2 separate regions of the Bicyclus anynana genome follow, and region 1 is linked to region 2. A link is a contact called in public Hi-C data. All regions are on one chromosome and are shown on one strand. Each heading gives the region's core, a stretch centred on a gene start, on an enhancer-like site or on the middle of the called end of the contact. The rest is flanking DNA. Distances are from core to core; before and after follow the strand shown.

The links. A called contact is a pair of places that touch in the nucleus more often than the background predicts.
Region 1: a Hi-C map of whole larva shows a contact between it and region 2, with 3 times the contacts expected there. The contact joins the promoter of LOC112043018 here to the enhancer-like site in region 2. A contact is called at or near these places in 2 of 2 Hi-C or Micro-C datasets (whole body and whole larva).

Annotation. Positions count from the first base shown.
Region 1 is chr1:13,118,443-13,122,400 of ilBicAnyn1.1, forward strand. LOC112043018 (solute carrier organic anion transporter family member 5A1) reads right to left here and starts at 1,369. Exons shown (of 17, transcript XM_052882658.1): 1 at 774-1,369.
Region 2 is chr1:13,054,601-13,058,336 of ilBicAnyn1.1, forward strand. It overlaps LOC112043018 (solute carrier organic anion transporter family member 5A1), which reads right to left. Exons shown (of 17, transcript XM_052882658.1): 12 at 2,471-2,672; 13 at 1,636-1,808; 14 at 323-566. Among protein-coding and RNA genes, the nearest start is that of LOC112043023, 13 kb to the left of the region's middle. Within about 2 kb of position 1,686, at least 8 of the 8 cell types and tissues checked have open chromatin away from gene starts, as enhancers often do.

The DNA of each region.
Region 1 (3,958 bases), core at 119-2,618, 64 kb after region 2:
GACAATTTAAATTATACTTTGCTTGCTTGCTATAAGAAGGAATAGAAAGCAGAAGAGTGGACTATTAGCCTAATTCCTCTCATTCTGAGATTTGAACGGTGAACCAAATATGGATTGTTAATAATGGTAGTGGAGTGGAAATTTAGATATCACAAAAAAAATTGTTGTCAAACAATCAGAATAATCAAAAGTCTATACCTTATTGTCATGTTTTAAGTATGTAATTTTATGGTTATTTGTACTAAGGTTTGATTGACCTTATAGACTATTTAAATAGAAAATGGAGTTCCTGGTGTGTAAGAACTTAAAAGTAAATGTTAGTTTGCCAGTTTAGTACAACTACGACCTTAACATTACCATTTGTGTATAGAATGTATTGCAGATAGTGTTACTTTCTAAAACTAGATCATAGTGCTAAATTTTCATAATTACATGAACGCTATGTCGTCATAATATTATAAGCAACATAATTGTGCTTGTGTTATTATGCTTTATTCTGCATCTCTTTTGTTATTACTGAGATAGATAAAATAATTATTACTGTGTAATTGAGAAATATTTATCACATCGATAATTGTGTAACATGATCCCAATTTACAGTTTTTATAACAATAATAAAATGATTTTTTTTCATTACATTGACCAAAATTGTGACCTCGGCTGCTATGACATTTGTGTTGCATTTTTTACAGATATGTAGGTCGTTTGTTTCATATTTCCAACGAATAAGTTACAAAACAATCTAGACTAAAAAAAATGTTTTGCGTACTTACATTCAACGCTGTTAGAATAGATTCCTTGCGTAGTGCGTACAGTTAACAAAACCAAACCTCTTTGTGACCGAAACAATTAAAATGGCACAGTTATTAAAACAAACAAACAAAAATTAGAAGAACATTTGTTTGATGCACTTAATCAGATGAAAAATACAGTATCTGTTCGTTTAAAATTAAAATATTTCAACAAATATTGAAGACTTTCTAGAATCAACACTACACAACACACTGCAAAATCTCACTGACTGACAAAATCACAAAGTGTCAAAGACAATTTGACAATTACTCATAATCTATGCTTTGCAGTTCGCTGACTGACACTATTCTATAGTCTCTGGACTGTAGACATAAACGTAAACATAGCTGCACAAAAACAAAACAAACGGTCACGAGAGAACAGCTGTTGTTGTTTACTGCCATCTAGTATAAAATGCAACAAACTCTAAATAAGTGTTTATGTTATTTTACTCTAGGTGGTGTAAGTAAAGACAACCCAAGTGACGACATCTGTAGTATAAGCCGTATATTTTCTCACCCTCACGTTTCTCTGGAGTTTGTTTATAAAGCGTTTGTCAGATGGCGCTATAACATTATAAAATGGTTGGTTTAGTTCGTCTGCCAAACCTAGGTTTGTTTTGTCGTCTTTCTGTTCCTATCCGACGAAAAAACGGAGAGAGAAGGCAATTCGACTCAAATATTACAGTGTATTCGACTCTTATATTTCTACTGAGTGGTTCAATTATGACAAACCTTTTTTTATTGGAAAGGGTATATTTGGAATTTGGTTCTACATAAATTTGGAAAAACAAAGTTCAACCCTAAGCGTAAGAAAACAGGGGATGATTCATTGTTTACCCATTAATCGTAAAGTAAAACCACGCATATATTTCACATGTTTTACAGAAAACGAGGTCCCCGATTTCTTAAGTCATCCGGACTTAGGATTCATTCACAGTCACGGAAGCGACAGGACTGATAAACTCAGGCCAAAACGCCCCTCGGGAACGACCCTCAAGCCGAGGTCCAAGTCTCAGAATCAAAAGACGCAAGAGTCGGTCCGCCCATCTCTTCTGCTTCTGCCTGTGGGGCTTATAACTTACAGGGCCAACATGCAGAAGCATAACGCGATGATTCTGCGCCCGACGGACACATCGGTTACATAGATCATCATAAGGTCTTCTTCTAGCTGAAGTTTGGACCCGCATTCTGAATTAGCCATACTTAAGCACAGTATCATCCGGTTACATAGAGGGCCCTATCTACGGCACTTACACAATCAGAAAGAAAATCTCTGATTTTTCAAGCGGCATAATTATAGCAAAAAACGTGTTATTCCGTCCAGTAGATCCTGAAATTAGCAGGAATGGACCTAGTAGCTATACGTATGAAAATACGTATAGCTACTAGGTATACTCTTCTTTTATCATACAAACCAATGGTCGTTGATACAAATCATTTCTTGGAAGGGTTAATCATTGATGTACCTACTCGTAGGATATGTCTCTCTGTTTAATAGAGACACTGATGTTGTTCTTTTATTATAAGTGCCTATATACACTAATATTCTAAGGTAAAGTTTGTGGTGTTAAAGGAGGTAATCTCTGGAACATACTGCATCGATTTTTAATACTACTAGTCACGCTATTTGTAAGTGGCATAGGATATAATTATTTTATCCCCGTATTTTCACGGGAACGGGAACTACGCGGGTGATACCGCGGGGCGTCGGCTAGTTAGATAGTAATAATATGAATGATGAACAGGGATATAGAACAATAGACGAGTAATTTCCTTACTGCTTAATTTACAATTTTATGTGTAACATTATGTAGATAAGTAACGAAATATTCTTATATTTTCTCGGAGCATTTTATTTCGTTTAGTACGTGTACTATTCTCTGCCAGTAACACAGTATACGCAATTTGTTAAACATACTGTAAGGTCTCTATCACACAAGCCATATTTTGCGCTTGGACTTACTAGGTAGGGTATCGATGAATTAATTAAAAAATACTAATAATACTTATTATAAATGCGAAAATAAATCTGTTCGGCTGTTTCACTTTTCACGGCTAACCAACAGAACCAATTTTGATGAATTTTGGATTAGGCTACTTTTAATCCGGATCACAGCCGGACACGGAAATCGTGCGGGATATGTGACTAACGGAGTTTTTATAATACTAGCTGCGACCTGCAGTGTTATCTGCGAAAAGTAGCTTACGTGTTAATCCAGGTAATCTATCTCAATTCTAAAATTCATCTAATTCGGTTAGTAAGTAGATAGTCACGACGTAAAAGGGTAACAAACATTCATACTACATCAGTTTTTCGTAAATCTCGCAAATACCATGGATTTTTCGGGATAAAAATAGCCTTTGCGTTAATCTACGGTATAATGTATCTCCGTTTTAAATTTCAACCAAATCGATTCAGTAGTTGCAGAGTTCAGTAGGTGCTCTAGATATAAGTACTTAAGTACACTACACCTTAGAGCGGTGAGTGATGTAGGTACATATTTTACATGTCCATGTAGAGTCCAGTGGATATGACCTCTGGCTTCGATTCGGAGGGTTTCGGTTCGAATCCGGTCAGGGGCATGCACCTCTAACTTTTCAGTTAATATGTGTATTTTAAGAAATTGATTATATCTGAAATGGTGAAGGAAAAACATTGTGAGGAAACCTGCATACCTGAGAATTTTCTTAATTCTCTACGTGTATGAAGTCTGCCAATACGCAGCGTGGTGGTCTTAGGCCTAGTCACTCTCATTCGGAGAGGAGACTCGTGCTCAACAGCAAAATATGGGTTGTCAATGATGATGATTTTTACAAAAAATCTTTTTAATACCAGTTTTTAGACCGCGTTTACAAACTTGTTTTAGAAACCAGATATAAATGTGTAACAGTTATATTTAAATTTATTACAATTGAATACTAATTACGAAAAATGTCTTTTAGAAGCCTATAACCCACCCATCTTCTGATATAAAATCCACTATATTATATCTAACTCGAAAGTTCGATCAATCAATTCCTTTAAAAACTTGTTTAGTATTTATTACACTGGAACGCAATAACTAGGGTTACTAAAAATGACCTAAGAATTTTTTTTTTCTTTACAAGTTTGCCCTTGATTACAATCTCACGTGATGGGTAATGATGCAATCTAAGATGGAAGC
Region 2 (3,736 bases), core at 436-2,935:
GGATATATATAAATGCATATATTCTGCTGCAAAATCCAATTTATCTCTATATCGAATTTCATCCAAAACAGTTCAGTGATTTAGCTGTGAAAATGTAACAGGAAATATGGATTAAAGTATTATTAAATTAAAAAAAAAAAAACGAGTGTGTGTTATTAAATTAAAAAAAATAACCACATGACTAAAGTATAACTTCTTCTTCCCTCTCAATGTCCGTTTGCCACGCCAGATTACATTTTTCGTAACGCATTCACCAGCTTATCACCAAAGTCAAGCGTGCGTAAAGAAATTTAACGAAACGTGAAGCACAAGCAGTAGGTACCTGAGCACGATCATGAGCAAGGGCATCTGAGTGACGGCGACGATGAAGGTCATGAAGAACAGCAGCACGAGGAAGGGGAAGATGGTGGTGCAGGGCGGGTTGCAGGGCCCGGCCGTGGCCACCGGCACCACCGTCACCTCGCTGTACTCGCGCGCCGCGCCCGCCGTCAGCGCCGACGCCGACGCGCCGCCCACGCCCATCCCCACGCCCACGCCCACCGCCTCGCGGCTGTTCTCGTGCACGCCTGCAAGGAACGACGGTTCTTAATCGCCTTCTTAATAACTTAATATACAGGGTGGTCGGGAGTATTTCCCATAACTTCAAGGTTTTGACGTGTCCACTTATAGGAGCCGAATCGCTTAACTAATATTTTTTCAACTAAAAAATTAAAACTTTTTATGTTTTCATATAATGTGATTCAAATAATTCCGACTACTCAAGTAACACACTCCTATATTTTACTATTACGTCATAATTATATGCGTGTAGGATAGGAATAGAATGCGTATAAGGGACAAATTTTAAGACTCATTTACAAAAGGAATATTATTTACCCCGAATATATTAATTTTAGAACACATCTTCCTTGAACAATGAACATTTTTAATTAATTTTCGGTATAGAACCCCAGAGTTCTAGGACCCACCCTGTTTAAATGCGAAAAGTCACTTAACACGAAACATCGAATACCGCTTGGCAGGAGATAGTTAATAGTTAGTACGTGTTCGCCAAGAATGGATTTTGCGATAGGGATTAATTAAGGAAATCTAAGAGCGGGGGAAGTCGCACTAAAAAATTGTCAAAACTAATTTCTTGATCTCATTATTAGATACCACGATTTCAAACATCCTTTAAGGAAAAGGTCTCTCCATTTTCTAAGACTCGAAGAATCGAGTTAGCAAACCGTTTTTAGCCTTTTTTAAAAAAAAGGTCTCTTCATTTTTACCACATAAATTTGTTATTTCCAAAAAACCTTCCTTTAGCTTACAAGGTAAGACTTCGAAGAATCGAGTTGGCGAACCGTTTTTAGCTTTTTTTTGTAAATGTTAATCTGTCAAATTAATCAGATTCACATTAATGCAGAGCAAGTTATGGTATTTTTACCCACGGGGCGGTTGCCCCGCTATTCGCGGCTAGCATCGGTTGTGGTAACGGGGCAAGGGGTGTCAAGAATGTCGACCACCCACGGACCGAGGACATCAAGCGGCATGCAAGGAGCCTGCATACGTCTGGCGGTTTGAGACCGTTATGTTTGGAAGTCCATGCAAGAGGCCCATGACTTTGAGAGTATGTATAGATAGTTCCCCACTCACAGGCGCAGTTGGTGAAGTTGGAGCGCGGCGAGGAGAAGGCGGCGCAGCCGGCGTGGCACGGCGAGAAGTACGTGAGGCCGTTGTTGCCGCACACGGGCTCCATGTCCGTCTCCGTGCACAGGCAGTTGAAGTTGCACGCCGCGGTCAGGTTCACTTTGAACGGCTCAACGTTACTGTGTAAAAAATACATTCCAATTTAAATATCCGTCTTTTACGAGAACGATTAGATAATATGTAATAGGTAAAAAGTGCACTATAAAATAACTTTAAGTAGTTTAAAAAAACCCCTTTTTAGCACGCACAAAAAAAAGTTATAAATATTGGATTTAAGTCACGTGACTATTTTTATCGTATTCCGACAACAAACCCTTTCATTTGATATCCATATCATAAGGGTGGATTTCAAACAGCCAGTCCGCCATCTTGGGGAGGCAGCCATATTGGATTTGCAATGACGTTTCTCAGCTAGTCATGTGTTATCATCAGAACTCAGAGCGTGTGCAAAATTTCATCCTAATCGAAGACCGGGAAGTGGGTCAAATTAAGATTCCAAGTTTTTCTTACATTCATAGTTACAAGTGAAGCTAATACAAAGCGTGTAATTAAAAAGAGGTGTGCTTTTGACTATACGACTGAAGTAATTTTTTTTCTAAAATAACATAGCGCCAACTATGAGCCTCAGGCGTAACTGCATCGTGCAAAAGGTTCATAAAGTCTACAAAAAGGGATTGTTTCAAAGTTCTATAAAAACGCCATCTACTGGTAGGTTAAAATAACAAACACTGTTTCACTATGCCTGTAGACTCACCAGTTTGATATCAAAGAAATGTCTGACCTGTTATTCGTGTAAGGTATCGTGGTGCCGGCCATTTTGATGTTGTCGCAGCCGAGGAAGAACAGAAGCGCGTAGCACGAGAGACAGATCGTGTTGGAGATGAGCACGAACTGTACGGCGCCCTTGGGCCGCAGCTCCAGCCGCTTGAGCAGGCACCCGCCCATGAAGATGCCGATACACGCGCCGGGAATGGCTATCGAACCTACAACACAAACAGAACGATTGTATGGAATAGTTGGTATCATTATCAACCCATATTCGGCTCACTGCTGAGCTCCAATCTCAGAATGAGAGGGGTTAAGCCAATAGTCCACCACGCTGGCCCAATGCGGATTGGCAGACTTCACACACGCAGAGAATTAAGAAAATTCTCTGGTATGCAGGTTTCCTCACGATGTTTTCCTTCACCGTTTAAGACACGTGATATTTAATTGATTGACCTGATTCAAACCTACACCCTCCAGAATCGGAGGCAGTGGTCATATCCACTGGGTTACCACAGCTTTCTATAGTTGGTGTATGATACAGTTAATCAAAGGATAAGTAAACAATGTATTGGGTACTTAGTTCCAATAAATTCTGGCTAATTTTGTGGGCTGTTCTCGGATCAAAGCGCGTAACGAATCAACCCCTTGTAACATTAATTTTAAATTTTCGACATTACTTATAACATCATTATTCATTACGTAGCCAGACCTTCCAACAGTGTTTGTAAAGTAAACCTACTTGAAATATTTTGCCTTTGAATGCACAAACCCCAAGACGATTGCAAAGGATAGCACATTGGAATTCATAATAATCTATACTAATATTATAAAGCTGAAGAGTTTGTTTGTTTGTTTGTTTGTTTGATTGAACGCGCTAATCTCAGAAACTACTGGTCCGATTTGAAAAATTCTTTCAGTGTTAGATAGCCCATTTATCGAGGAAGGCTATAGGCTATATATTATCCCCATATTCTTACGGGAACGGGAACCACGCGGGTGAAACCGCGCGATGTCAGCTAGTAGTATAATAAATGGAAATGATCCATCATCTTAATATAATTCGATCGAAGTGTGCTAAAACTAGGAGCTAGTAAGCGCAGTGTTGGCCGACCCCCCACCAGGTGGACTGACGACATCAAGCGACTCGCAGGACTTCGCTGGATGCAGGTGGCTCAGTGTCGTGATGTTTGGAAGTCCCTACAAAAGGCCTATGTCCTGCAGTGGACGTCCATCGGCTGATATGATGATGATGATGATGATGAAAACTAGGATCTTCAAA